Linked DNA regions of Mus musculus: regions 1, 3, 4 and 5 are each linked to region 2. A link is a contact called in public Micro-C and promoter capture Hi-C data. All regions are on one chromosome and are shown on one strand. The core of a region is the stretch at or near the end of the contact, and the rest is flanking DNA. Distances in the headings are between cores, read along the strand shown. Region 1 holds the start of 5430416N02Rik (RIKEN cDNA 5430416N02 gene). Region 2 holds the start of Nkx6-1 (NK6 homeobox 1). Region 3 holds the start of 2310034O05Rik (RIKEN cDNA 2310034O05 gene). Region 4 holds the start of Lin54 (lin-54 homolog (C. elegans)). Region 5 holds the start of Ptpn13 (protein tyrosine phosphatase, non-receptor type 13).

Evidence for each region. Promoter capture Hi-C pulls out the DNA fragments that hold promoters and counts their contacts. Hi-C and Micro-C count contacts between places; a contact is called where the count stands out from the background.
Region 1: a contact with region 2 is called in a promoter capture Hi-C map of pre-B cells, with 2.8 times the contacts expected there. The contact joins the promoter of 5430416N02Rik here to the promoter of Nkx6-1 in region 2. A contact is called at or near these places in 2 of 39 promoter capture datasets (hippocampal neurons and pre-B cells).
Region 3: a promoter capture Hi-C map of pre-B cells shows a contact between it and region 2, with 2.5 times the contacts expected there. The contact joins the promoter of 2310034O05Rik here to the promoter of Nkx6-1 in region 2. A contact is called at or near these places in 3 of 39 promoter capture datasets (liver and pre-B cells).
Region 4: a promoter capture Hi-C map of hippocampal neurons shows a contact between it and region 2, with 3 times the contacts expected there. The contact joins the promoter of Lin54 here to the promoter of Nkx6-1 in region 2. A contact is called at or near these places in 2 of 39 promoter capture datasets (cranial neural crest and hippocampal neurons), 1 of 484 Hi-C or Micro-C datasets (nephron progenitors) and 2 of 115 datasets of contacts at active chromatin or transcription factors (embryonic midbrain and stem cell-derived neural progenitor cells).
Region 5: a Micro-C map of embryonic stem cells shows a contact between it and region 2, with 8 times the contacts expected there. The contact joins the promoter of Ptpn13 here to the promoter of Nkx6-1 in region 2. A contact is called at or near these places in 4 of 484 Hi-C or Micro-C datasets (all in embryonic stem cells), 2 of 115 datasets of contacts at active chromatin or transcription factors (both in embryonic stem cells) and 1 of 9 other capture datasets (embryonic stem cells).

What each region holds. Positions count from the first base shown.
Region 1 is chr5:100,428,222-100,430,921 of GRCm38.p6, reverse strand. It overlaps 5430416N02Rik (RIKEN cDNA 5430416N02 gene), which reads left to right and starts at 1,387. Exons shown (of 5, transcript NR_034038.1): 1 at 1,387-1,596; 2 at 1,684-1,825.
Region 2 is chr5:101,663,440-101,666,139 of GRCm38.p6, reverse strand. It overlaps Nkx6-1 (NK6 homeobox 1), which reads left to right and starts at 1,429. Exons shown (of 3, transcript NM_144955.2): 1 at 1,429-2,578. The coding sequence starts at 1,906.
Region 3 is chr5:100,209,355-100,212,054 of GRCm38.p6, reverse strand. 2310034O05Rik (RIKEN cDNA 2310034O05 gene) reads right to left here and starts at 1,363. Exons shown (of 4, transcript NR_040679.1): 1 at 1,028-1,363.
Region 4 is chr5:100,499,375-100,502,074 of GRCm38.p6, reverse strand. Lin54 (lin-54 homolog (C. elegans)) reads left to right here and starts at 1,436. Exons shown (of 13, transcript NM_172714.4): 1 at 1,436-1,574.
Region 5 is chr5:103,423,809-103,426,508 of GRCm38.p6, reverse strand. Ptpn13 (protein tyrosine phosphatase, non-receptor type 13) reads right to left here and starts at 1,317. Exons shown (of 48, transcript NM_011204.2): 1 at 973-1,317.

The DNA.
Region 1 (2,700 bases), core at 138-2,637, 1.2 Mb after region 2:
ACCATGAATCTCCTTGGCCTGTGTCTATTTTTGCCCCTTGTTTTTAATTTATGTGTATGAGTACACCACTGCTCTCTTCATACACACAAGAGGACATCAGATCCCATTATAGATGGTTGTGAGCCACCATGTGGTTGCTGGGAATTAAACTCAGGAGCTCTGGAAGAACAGTTGGTGCTCTTAACCGCTGAGCCATCTCTCCAGCCCCATTCTTGCTCCTTGTGAGCAGGCTTTTATGCCAACAGTCTTTTTGGCCATTGTTTCTCTCTCCTTTGGGTTCCTTCACTTTCCAGTACTAAAGCCCATTTATCTTCAACAGTGCTCTCTTGTGTGCCTCATCTGAATTATTTCATTGACAATCACAAGAAATGAAGAGCTCAGGTGAGTTCAGATGGAGAGCCAAACAAAGGTCTAGAAGTTGCAGGTCCAGAGCCAAATTATCTTGTGCTATCTTTAGGAAGAGCCAAGAACGATATTCATCCAAAGCAGCACACAGCTCTGGTCTAACACACATCTCCCGACTAGTACGGAGAAGCTTGGGATTTTCAGGGGGTTGGGGGTGGCGAATGAAAACTGATTCAAGAAGGAAAAGCTAACGTTTGGCACTTAGGATGGTACTCGAATCACGTGTGAATTTATTGTTATTCAACAAACCCTTGACATTGTAAGAAAATGCGACCACGTCTCACGCGTAGTGCAGGGCTGGGTCTGCGAAGGCTGATGCACCAAGATCCCAAGTGTGAGGCCAGCTTGAACTACACGTGTTTTCTCGGGTCAGGCTGATATAAAAGGAAGAGAGCACCCCACAAACCAACCAAAAAGGTTCTCCTTGGGAGCTAGTGTTTAAGTAGGGATTGATTTCGCCTACTTTTCTCCTCAGTATGCCTTCAGCATGGTATGACTGACTCTCACCAACACCTCAGAAAGGCTGAGATGACTGGTGCTCACCAAGTCAGACGCCCAATAAACGGCAAAAAGAAAGCATTCTGAGTAACGTCCCTCAAGCCGGAAGGCAAATGCGGAGCACCAGCCAGGTCCGGTTGCACATGTCTGGCGACGCTAGCCGATGTGCCGCCGCCCCACCTTTGCAGTCCCATAGCAGTGCCTGGGCTCGGCGGCTGCGATCGCCCACACAGCCGGAGGACAGGTCGAGACACTCCACTAGCAGTCCCCAAGGCTGCGGTCCCCTGGACAGCAACTTCCGGCTATCCTACTCTGTCGAAGTCCCTTTTCTGGGCTCCCGCGAGAGCTCGAGTCGCGGTAAACTCTGTTCCGCATGAGGACTGGGCGGCTTGACCGGAAGGGCGGGCTTTGGACATGTAGCCAATCACATACCATGCTATGTCGAAGCAGCCAATCGGAGAGGCCTGGCGCCTTTAAGGGCCTCCGTGGGCACGTTCTCGCTTCCATTCGGTCCTCCTTTTGTTAACGCTCTGGCATCATGTCTACGCCAGCTCCCGCGCAATCCGGCGCCATCGCGCTTTGGGCGAGCATGGCCATGGGGAGTAGAGAGGTGGAAACCGAGCTGACGCCTGCCTGACCCTGGCGATGGTGGCGCGCGCCGGGAAGGACTGATTGGAGAATGGCGCCAAATGGGTAGGAACAGGTCGTGATGTCCGCCGAATGTTGTGTAGCAGGCGGGACAAAAGAGCGATCTCAGGCCTCATCTCGTCTCTTTTGTAGGTCACGGATGGCGAGGGGGCACAGGAGCTCTCGATGTGACCTGGCGCTGTGGATGTGATGCACAGCAGCTTGAGTGGGACTGCTCCGCTGTCCTCATGAGAGAACGCTTTTTCTGAAGATGGGAGGTGGCTAATGAAAGAAGGTGAGGTCTCTCGGGCCCTTGCTGTCTCCAGTGCGATGGGAACTGCACGGGTACGGAAACTTAGGGCCCACAGAACTTTGTTTGAGTTTGGGAATAGGGCATCGAGGGTGGATAGCTTTCAGGACTAGGCGATTTTATTGGAGCCCAGTGATTAAAACCTTTGACTTCTTTGTATCCTTCAAATGATACAAAATTCAATTCCAACAAGTTTTTTTTACCTCCTATTTTACTGAGAATTGAAGTCATCAAGGAATTAATTTATTCATGTTTTTCCATTATATATGCTTTTATCTTATTTGGATGAAATCAACATTTTGCTGGGTTTTTCCTTTTATTTTTATTTTTTTAAATAAAACGCAGCCCATGAACTTCTGGGGAATCGGGTGCTATGGTACAAGTGTTTGCTTGACTGTCAAGAATACAAGGCTGTGTGTTTATCCTTAGGTGAGGTTTTTCACAATTGGCAGTGAGTTAAGTGAAGTTCAGTCTGGTCTCATGTAATCAGCTCTCAGCACATCGGGGTTTTTATCTTGCAGTGCTGGGACTCAAGCCCAGGATTTGTGCATGATTTCAGTCACTGCATCACCAACCTACGCTTGCCTTTAGAACAGATACAATTTTATCTTACTGAGCTGGGCTTGTCTCCTAGAGTCCGTTTTCAACCTGGGGGTGATCTTTCTGAATGGGTCTCCCATGAAGCTGGGAGTAAAGGTTCAGGCCAGTTTTAGAGTAGAGGTCTAACCCCACCCTGTAAAAACATTCATTTTGTTTTTTTAGACAGGTCTCATGTAACCCGGGCTAGATTAGACTTGCTGTGTAGCTTGGCATGACTGTTCTATTGATCATCTTGCCTCCACCTCCCCAGTGGTGTGTGT
Region 2 (2,700 bases), core at 180-2,679:
ACTAATAATAATAGAGGGAGGATTTTAAAAAAATAATTATCTCATTTCTGTTAGGTTTAGACACCACGCAGGAGATAAATATTCTCATTAAGCTGATTTCATCCCCAGAGTACTGAGCCCCCTCATAAGTGATAATGATCTAGGGAGTGGGAGAGCGAAGACAAGAACGGAGAAAGAACAGAAAAGAGCAGGAGACGGAAAGATGGTGAAGGGTGACCCTTAGGCCTGCGAGGGGTTTAAAAACATCTACGGGCTTAAGGAACAACAAATCAATTTACACGATTCTGGAAGAGCCCAGAGGGCCTTTAATTAATCCCTTCAAAAGAAGGAAGTCGGCCTGGGATATGCCTCCTGCCTGCTCCATTAGCTCCCTTTTCGCAAGGGTCCAGACACCGTTGGAGGTGGGCGCCGCGCGCGAGCTGGGGGAGGATGACGCGAGCTGGCGTGGGCGGAAGAGCCGCACTTAAACTGCTTTTCCATAGAAGGGCTGGATTTTCATTATTCCTCTCTTTAAAAAGTAATGCCCTCTTCGTCCCTGCTCCCTCCTTCTCCTTTCCATTTTATTTTGCACGATTAGTTGAGCCGGCCGCTGGCTCTAGACTGGAACCACTCTTTTCGCCAGGCCCCTCCCCTCTTGGCTCCGCCCAAGTGAAGCTGGGGCGGGGACTAGGAGGGCGCGTCCTTATGGCTCCCTAGTCTCAGCCAATCAAAAGGTGTGGCGCTCCCAGGTGGGCGTGTTCTAGGAGCGACGCCTTGCCCAAGCTGAGCGCTATTGGAGGCGGTGTTTACGCCCAGGACCCGGGCCCCGCTCCTCAGTCCCGCCCCGCCGAGCCGCCCCGGAATGACGTCCTCGAAAGTTCTCATTTTGGCCCCCCACCTCCCCTCCCTTGCGTCCCCCAGCTAAAGAGAGGCAGGGAGGGGTGCAAATATTTTATTACCTTTGAGAGCTTCATCCGAACTGTCAGGCCCAGAGGGAGAGAGGAGAGAAGGGAAGAGCCGCCGAGAGGGTCAGTTTGGCCAGAGGACAGGGCTTGGAAGAGCCAAGCCTGGAAAGCCAAGGAGAAATGCCAGAGAGGCAAGAGAAAGGCGGAGAGTGAGAGGAAGAGAGGGCGCCAGGGGGTGGGACGGGGGGGGGTCTCCCGGCCGGCTTGCAGAAGAGGACGGACGATCGGAACCGGCCCGTCAGACTTTTTCCATACTTAGGTTTATTTTCTTTTATCCTTTTCGATCCGGCTAGTCCGGCGCCGCGTGGCTCGGAGGGGAAGTAGGCTCGTGGGCGCACCAAGTCCCCAGCCGCCGGAGCGGTGTCACTGACTGCCCTTTCTGGCGCAGTAACGCCGGGCCCGAGGCAGTGGCGGGCGCGATACCCGCGCCGGCCGTTTGTGCTCTGTCCCCCGGGCGAGCGGTGAGTGCGACTCAGCAGCGCGGCCGCCGGGAGAGCGGAGCGTCCGAGCGAGATCAGAGGCGCGCACCGGGCGGAACGCCGCCCGCTTTGAAGCTCCCCCAGGCGAGCGAGCCGGCCCCCGCCCTCCTACATCAAAGCGAACGCTCCGCGCCTCCCAACCTTGTTGCAAACTCTCTGGGTCGGCTGCGGGGTACGTCTTGCTGATTTCCCGCGGGGGTGGAGAAGATGAGAAGCAGAGCGCTCTGAGCCGGGAACGAGGGACCAGCGCCTGGGATCGAATCCGGGACTCCCGAAGCCGAGGAAGCGCTGAGCCCGCCCGCGCCCCCGCAGCCCTCGCCCCTGCCGCCTCCCGCGGGGCGTTTGGACATTTTTGCTGCGCAGCTCCCGGAGCCCGCGGCCGATCCACACTTCGCTTGCGCGCGCCCCCGGCACCTCGGGTTCTCCCGAGCCCCGGCGGGGCCACCGACCTGCGTGGCTGCGGGTTCGGGTCTGGCTGTGGGATGTTAGCTGTGGGGGCGATGGAGGGCCCTCGGCAGAGCGCGTTCCTGCTCAGCAGCCCGCCCCTGGCCGCCCTGCACAGTATGGCCGAGATGAAGACCCCGCTCTACCCCGCCGCTTATCCCCCGCTGCCCACCGGGCCCCCCTCCTCCTCGTCCTCGTCCTCCTCGTCCTCGTCGCCCTCCCCACCTTTGGGCTCACATAACCCGGGCGGCTTGAAGCCCCCGGCCGCGGGGGGCCTCTCGTCCCTGGGCAGTCCCCCGCAGCAGCTTTCGGCGGCCACCCCACACGGCATCAACGACATCCTGAGCCGGCCCTCTATGCCGGTGGCCTCGGGGGCCGCCCTGCCCTCCGCCTCGCCCTCCGGGTCTTCCTCCTCCTCCTCCTCGTCCGCCTCCGCCACCTCGGCCTCTGCGGCGGCCGCCGCCGCCGCTGCTGCTGCCGCCGCTGCCGCCTCGTCGCCCGCTGGGCTGCTGGCCGGCCTGCCCCGCTTCAGCAGCCTGAGCCCTCCGCCACCGCCGCCCGGGCTCTACTTTAGCCCCAGCGCCGCGGCTGTGGCCGCCGTGGGCCGGTACCCCAAGCCCCTGGCCGAGCTGCCCGGTCGGACGCCCATCTTCTGGCCCGGAGTGATGCAGAGTCCGCCGTGGAGGGACGCGCGCCTTGCCTGTACCCCCCGTGAGTACTATGGGAGGGGAGGGTGGGTCCCTGCCTTCTAAGTCTGCTCTCGGGTCGTGAAGCACACAGTGCCCCTGCGGGCGGTCAGTCTCCTGGCCGCCACACTAGTTTGGAAGTTCCGG
Region 3 (2,700 bases), core at 114-2,613, 1.5 Mb after region 2:
GCTTTGTCTCATCTCTTGTTTACATTACGAAATGAGAAATCTAGTAGGCCTGGTGGTACAAGCCTGTACCCAGTTACTTAGGAAGCTGAAGTTGAAGGATTAAAAGTTCAAAGCCTTCCTGGGTTACACAGAGAGTTCAAGTCTGCTCTAGCCTGGGCAACTTGTGTGCCGCTCTATCTCAAAATAAGTAGAAATAAAGGACTCAGGGCTGGAGAGATGACGCAGAGGTTACAATCCTGGATGCTCTTCCAGAGGACTCAGATTGGTTCCCAGCAGCCACATGGCAGCTTAAAACCATCTGCAGTTCTAGTTCTAAGAGATCTAATTCTTCTTCTGGCAAACCCCAGATTCTGAGGCTCACTCATACACTTAAAAGAAAAATTAATATATCCTTAAAATATACAATTAAAAACTAAATAAAGTGCTGCAGATGTAGCTTGGGAGAATTTGCTTAGCATATGCAAGGCCCAGGCTTTTAATTTCCAACAAAACAGAAAACAGACGTGAAGCCCAGGAAGCGGGACCCCAGGCTTGTTTCATGCACAGGAGTATTCCAAGTTCCCAAGTGGGAACGAAGAGGACCTTGAATTTTTTGGTTGAGCTTTTGTTATTGTGAATATAGGTAGGCGCCATACACCCAGAAAACTATTGACCCAGAAATCCAAACTTACAAAAGTAAACATGCAAGAAGAGTATTTGTTTTATGGAAGCACCCATTGTAGGTTTCTATTCATAGAAAGCACGTCACTGCTTTTAAAGGTCAGTGTCCTGGGAATGCAAGAGACCCTTGTCTACCAAGATCACACCTGCAGATGGCCAGGGCTAGAGCCCCACAGGTCACCCATAAGCCACGAGAATAAGACTATGTCCCAAGTAAAGCAGGTTAGAACAGAGTCACTGGGTGGTGTATCTTCAATTCCTTCAAACCCTACTTTTAATGATGGTTCCCAAGCCCTCCAGCCTCCTCTCTAGCCCACCACCCAGCAGAGGCAGTGGGAAAGAAAGGACGTGGGGGAAGTGGACCTGCCTGGAAATGGTTCTTTGGAGCAAATTCCATCCCCGTTGTCAGAGAATCAGCAGTTCAGTTCACAGGTCAGCAGTGGCAGCTCGATCTACTTGTAAACACTTCACAGATACACCCGCAGCAGTCCAGTTCAGTAGTATTGGGATAGCAGCAGTGGTGGCATGACCTAGCAGGAACAGCCAGGCCTCAGTTGAAACAGCAGGAGTCAGCAGAAGGAATTCAGCTCACCAGCAACCCCAGGAAAAGTTCTCCGTGGTGCCTCTCTTAACATACTGAAGTTCAGCAAAGATGAGAGACCAGCAAGTGTTGCATAGCTAGCTCTACCAGTGAGTCAAGCTCCTCTCACAGTCCGCTGAGTCCTATTTATCCCTCCAAACATCACGTGTCCTCCGCGTGTCTTGCCTCACCACGTGAGTCTGACTTAGTAAAACTCCATGTGAGTCTGTCTCTGCTGACATCATTCTGCCAATTGGCCCAAGTCACCTTCACATATTTGCCTGAGAAAAACACCACCCAACACAACTGATTTTCCAAAGAACCCTTAAGTTTCCACCTCAAGGTGGATTCTTTCCCTCTGAGTTCTCAGCTGAACTCAGCATCTTGGAGTACATCTGGAATATGAGGCCTTTAAAGGGTGTTTAAGATAAAATGAGATTATAGAAGTAAGCTCTAACCAACATGGCTGGAGAAACACAAGACAGCCATCTTTAAGTGAAAGAGGAGGAGGGCTCAGAAGAAACCAGATCTATAGATGCTCGTGTCTCCAGCCTCCAGAAGCAAGATATGATAAATTCCTGTGGCTGCCGCCTGGTCTGTGCTATACATGATCATCTGCATATACATGGAAAAAACCTTTTGTAGGCTTTCTTCTACTGTTCTGCAGACTACAATTATAGTGCAGAAGTTTCTGAATCCCAGGCAAACAGAAGACAGAGAAAAGGTGCTTCCCCCACCTTCTTCCTCACCCCAGGCAGCTCAGCTGGGCTTTCCCCTCATCCTGAGGTTCTCCCTAGCAGATGCACACACTCCGGCCTCCCGGCAGAAAACAGTTATAACAATCCAGGTTTCTTTTTTTTTTTTTTTTTTTTTTTGTCACAAGAGTAGGAGTATGGAGGTAGGAAAATGGCTGTTACTTTGATCCTTAAGGAAAAAAGATCCGTTCTCAATCTCCTGCCTCACTCTCTAAATACAACCACACCATTTGGACATTAGAATTGCTTTTGCAAACGCTGCAGAAAAACAAGCAACTTGGAAAGTCCTGAGCCTTCACTTAAGAAACTAGCCTAGCTGAAGCCCTGCGCTCGGTTGCTGGCCCTTCACAAAACCAGTCTCTTGCCTGTAATTGCTGCTCCCAGTAAGTGGAGGCAGGAGGGTCATAAGTTCAAGGTCATACTTGGCTTCAAAAAATAAGAGGAAACCCTGGCCTTGGACCTGTGAGTGGTGGGAGACAGGAGCCAGCCAGAGGTATAGACAGAGTGCATTCTTTCACTGAGAATAGCCCGAGCGGCAGCATCAAAACAATTTAATACATTACTTCCCTTTAATAGAAGTGCAAATCAAATGTCTCGCTCAATCAAACCATGTTAGGAGAGAAACCCTTGGTCAGCTCCGGGTTCTGCTCAGGCAGGCCTGCATGGAACAGTCCTGGCTGAGGACTGCTTGTATCATTAAAAAAT
Region 4 (2,700 bases), core at 187-2,686, 1.2 Mb after region 2:
ATTATTTTTTCTGAGACAAGTTTCTTTGTGTAGCCCTGGTCGTCCTGGAATCTTGATTCAAGGAAAAGAAGGAAACAGTGTGTGTGTGTGTATGTGTCTTACTGAAAGATGCAGGCTGAGTGCTGGGCTCAAACTCCCAATCTTCTTCTTGCTTCAGCCTTTAAAAAGCTAGAATATGGAGGTGGGCCACCCTGCCCAGCTAAAAGCTTTATTTTATTCTTGATTTTATATGAATTGTATTTATTTTTAAGATTTTATTTTCATGCATATCTGTGTATTTGTTTGTGCCCTCAGAGTCGTGAAGAGGATGTTGGATTCCCTGAAACTGGAGTTACAGGCCTTGTAAGTCACCTGGTGTGGGTGCTGGGAGCTGAACTTAGGTCCTTTATAGGAACGGTACCGGGTCCTAACCATGGTCCTAAGCACGGAGACATCTGTCCAGTTCCTTCTAAGAATTATAATATTCAGCACAGTTGTTGAGTGTTATATAATGCATCACTGGATACCACAGTTCTTATATTCACTAATGTAAAACTGTCATTCTCCACATACATTAAACGCTATGTCATGGTGTGAGTTGTTTTGACCAGATTGCTGACACTGATAAGATTGTACTAGTCATTTTAGTCGTTGTAAAAAATCCACAGTAAACCCGGAAATGTTGCCCTTATTCCTTAGGTCCTGTTTTGTAGTAGTGGTATCAGAACTGTGTCAGCTTGGTGGAAGGAACTCAGAATTTTTCTACCAAGGTGAGGTGTGGAGGTGGGGGTTATCTAAATTTGGGGCCTCAGTCTCTCTGCCTTTTTTCTTCTAGTGATGCCCCCACAGTACCCCCAGGAATACTTGGTTGGAAAGCGATACCTTTAACTTATCTCCCGCCTCCTTCGTGTGGTTCCCCAGGTAGTTTCACGTTGTAAGGCCTTTTTAAAATTTAATATATATTTTTTATTTCTTGGATTTATAAATATCCCAGGAAATGAGATGACTGAATGCAAAGAATCCATATGTATCAGTATAAGGTGTGTTGCAAGACAAATTATCAAAAACTCCCTTTCAAGGTAACTCTGCGTGCTCTCTCAGGAGCTTTTAGGAGCCCCTTGCAACGTTCACGTCTAAACCCCAACAGATTTATTAACATTTGAGAAAGGATGCGGACTCTCTCTTCACTCAGGCGCATCACCAAGCGGGGGCGCGCTGGAAACCGCACTGACCGAGGTTTAGTCACAAAGCCAGAAGCACGAACCCACTTGGAGTTCCCCGCCTTCCCTTTGACGGAGGCCCCAGGAGCAGTCACGTGGAACCCCAGAGCGCTCCCCCAGCCCTGCGCAAAGACGCGACTCGGGTTGCCAGGGGGCGGAGCAGGGGCGCGGAAGGGGCGGGGCTCGGGCCGCCGGCGGGGGCGGGGCGGCGCGCGGGCGGGGCGGGGCGGCCCGGCGTATTATGGGATGCGGCGGTGGAATGGCGCTGGGCGTGATTTTGAACAAACCCGGGTCTGTGTTTCGGAGGCGCCGCCGCCGCGGCTGCTGGGAGCCCGGGGAGCGCGGCGCGAGAAGGAGGCGGCGCCGCCGGCTCGGGTGAGTGTCAGCTCCGGAGACCCGGGCTGAGCGGCGGGGACCGGCGCCGGGCCCGCGCTCGGGGCGAGCGGCGCGCGGGCGGAGAGCGCGGCGGCGGCTCCGGGCAGCCGGGCGGTGGGCCGGTGGGCCGCGGCGGACCGAGGGTTGTCGGGGCGCGGCGCGAGCGGCGGGCGCCGGAGAGCGCGGCTGTCAGTCGGCGGGCCGGCGCCGCCCGCCCCGCGCTCGGGAGGAAGGGCTGGGCGGCTGTTGACAGGCTCTCGGCGCGGCCCGGGAAGCGGCTGCCGGCCCCGGGCTTCTGGGAACCTGTTTTGCTGCTGTGTCATTTCGTACCAGCGCCTCCTTTCGCTGCTGCCCGGCGCCGCGTTCTTCCTACGCCCCTTTGTATGGACTCTTCTGGGTGTGTGTCCGTTTCCCTCGCGAAGCCCACCAGCCAAATGTCATAGTGTCCCCGCGGTGCACGGGGGAAGGGAGCGGGCTGGGACTCAGCCTGGTCAAGCAACGGTAAACAACCATCCGAGTGCCGGTGGACCCGGCTGTTGGTGGGGAATAAAGTTGAAAGATGGAGAAACTGGGAACCCCTTCCACGCTCAGCCTCTAGCGGGCTCTCGGTAGAAACGCGCCGGGAGTGGGTGGGAGACAGCCCTTGACTAAGCCTGAGCCTGCTGACTTTTATATGGAGGTGTCATTCAAACAAGGTAGGGAAATGAAATGGCTTCTGCTTCTTCCTTATTCTTAGGGAAACTTAAGACAGTAGATTAGCCTTGTCCACAACCCTGAGATTCAGCTTGCTGGTTTCTGTTAGGTCTTTAAGAGCTTATAGTATGACTGAATGATAAAGAATAAAGCTTTTGAACTGGCAATTAGTAAGGCTTTCTGAAGTCAAACAGCTAACTTTTGGAGGATGCTGGTCCTATTAAGCCTTGCAGCTTATATGTTCTTAATTCCTTACATGATTAATTACTTCTATTCCCTCTTGGGTGCTTATTAGACTACACCATGAGAGGAACTGGAAGGGGGTGGGAGATGGATAGGTTGTTCCGGAATCTTGTTCTAAAGCAAGCTGTTTTTTTCCCCCCTCTGCATTGAACAAGTGTTATCAGCAGCAGATGGTTTTTAATTTGGAAAC
Region 5 (2,700 bases), core at 68-2,567, 1.8 Mb before region 2:
TAACTTGTACCTCATCACCACTACTGGCAGCCAATGAAAATGAAGCAGGTTTTGACCCCGACCCTGCCAACCCGGTTCAAGAACTTGGGAAAATACCAACGCCTGTTTCATAATACAGGTACTTTTTTTCTTCCCGTCCTTTAATAAGCTCTCTAGACAGACCTTTTTAAATCTTCCTAATTAGTTAGCAGCGTCCTTCAACCCACATATCAGGTGTCCCACATTTTCTGTATGTCCCGCCTAGAAAACAAACCCGATTGCCCCATTTTCGGAAAGGTAAACTCAGCTCCAGGCAGCTACCTATGAAGTCACCGCGTTTGTTATTTCAAAGATGCAATTAAGCGAAAATGACAGAAGGTTGTCTAAAAGATTAGTCGCAAATACGGGGAGGTGTCGATCTTACACAGGGAAAGAAACCTGCACTCTGTGACTCGCTCCCATGTCTCCCCATCCTCGCTTCTCCAATACACAACAGAAGGAAATTAAATTTCCAAAGTTCCTTGACTTTGGCTTAACTTTTAACTTTGCAGCTCTCGGCGCTCACGTTATCGAGCAAAGTGGAGAAAAGAAAGGCTGGCCTGCAGCAGAGAGAAGCAAACTTTACTAGAGCCTGTCCCCGTCCCTACCCCCTTCTCGGAGCCCTTACACAGACACATTCTTCTGGGCGGCTTCTAACCACACCATGTCCACAATCATTTACAGAAATTAGAAACAGACTCCGGGAGCCCTTCCCACCGCGCGCTCGGCGCAAGGCTGTCCGCACCAGCTCCACGGGGCAGCGTCACTCGCTGTGGCCCACAGCCCGTCGCTCCCTCCCACTCGGGGGTCTCAGCCAGGATTAAACTGCAAGCAGCTCGCGCTCCCCGCCCTCGGCGCACCAGGGATGCCACCATCCGAACCGAGGGGAGCCGAAGAGACGTCCCAGAGGCCCGCACATCCCACCCCCCGGGTCCGGCCACGCGTGCTTCTTACCGGCGCGTGGGGAGCCCCGGTGCGGCGACCGGAGCGCAGCGCGCGGGCACCGAGAGCCGCCGCCTCTTCTTCCCCGAGCTGCTTCGGGCGTGCGCAGAGAGGGTCGGCGGCGACAGAAGCAGCATCGCCGGGCGGCGACCCCCGCCGAGCTCCCGCCCGCCCGCCGCGACTTCGCAGCGCCTCAACGACGGCCGCCCGCGCGCGGCGCTGTCCAGGAGGCTGAGGCGGACGGGAGAGCCGGGGAGCGCTGCTCGGCAGCGGCGCGGAGACCTCGGAGAACTGTGACCATGGTGTGTCACCCTCGCCGCGGCGCGCCCGGCCCAGCTCCTCACGGCGCGCAGCTCCTCCTCGGCCCGACGCATCGGCCCCGCCCCTTGCCCTGTCAGTCAACCCCGCCCGCGCGCGGACAGGACCGCAGGTCCGGGACCCTGCACTCCGCTTCTCCCCATTGGTCCGCCAGGAGCCCCACCCCGCCTCCTCCCTTGGGACCGAGTCTCTGGGGAGACCTGCGCCCCGGTTGCCATGACAACCGGTGCCTTGGGTCGGGCTCCTCACTCTTCTTTTGGCCCCGCGCTGGGGTCGAGGGCGCCAGGGCAGGGTTCTGCTGTGTGCACTCTCCACTGTGCAGACTTGGGGATGAAGCCTCTTGGGCTCCCCCAACTTCAGACCCAGAACTTTCCGAAACGCGCGAGGAAGAGTGACAGACGCGAAGCTGCCGGCCCCTCCCCCTCCTCGCAGCCTTGCTCCCAGATTCTCTCCGGGCGACCCAGGCAATGAAAGAAGGTGGAGAGAGAGGGAACGTCGCCCTGCCAGCTCCCCCAGCTACACAGCAACCGAGAAATGGTGTGGGCAGTGAATCGGCTCCGCCGGGTTCCCACAGCTGTGAAGAGACTTTCAAAGGTGTGCTGCGACAGCACAGCCTCAAAGATCCCCCCGGAAAACTCAAATACTCGCGTTTTCGTGAGAAACAAGATTTTTGCCCTGATATTTTGTGAACTTGGCAACCCCAGCGTTAAAAGTTTTACGGTAAAACCACCTAATTGATAAACCATTTCTTTAAACACACAACAGCTTGGCGAAGGTGTATCCTCGTAGCGATTTCTTTCCTGCAAACTAAAACATTCTAAGTTCAATTATTTGCAAGGAAACCTTGCAGAATTCACGAGCAGAATAGCATCTTGTAATGTGGGTTTTAAAGGGTTTTTTGCTATCGTTCTCTTTGGTGCTATATAAGGTTACTAATACATTCAGTAACACATACAGGGTTAATTTTGTCTGAGATCCTATATGGACCTTTATTTACTTTAAGGATCTCCTCAAAATGGAGAGAAGAGGCTCGTCTGGCTTCTCCGGGCAAGCTGCAATCCCAGGTTCCCCAGCCCCTGAGGCTTTGGTACAGGTGTGATGAATGAGGGAATTAATTAATGATTTACCTTTGGCTACTATTTGAGTTTTCATTATCTCATTTACTAAATGAATAGCTGTGATGGATGTCTTCAAATATGCCTTGCACGTACGCACTGAATGGCATCTCTCTAACTCCATGGAAAACGAGAGCAGAAACCCAAATCCCTGTCCTCAAGGAGTCAAACATGGAGCCTGAGGGAGAAAGCTAGCCCTCCAGGAACAATCTGAAACCTGGGACCAAAAGGTTTAGCCAGTACAGCAGCAAAGGCATACCAATGGAGGAGGGGAACTTAATCTGGACTTTAAGAACGGAGCTAAATT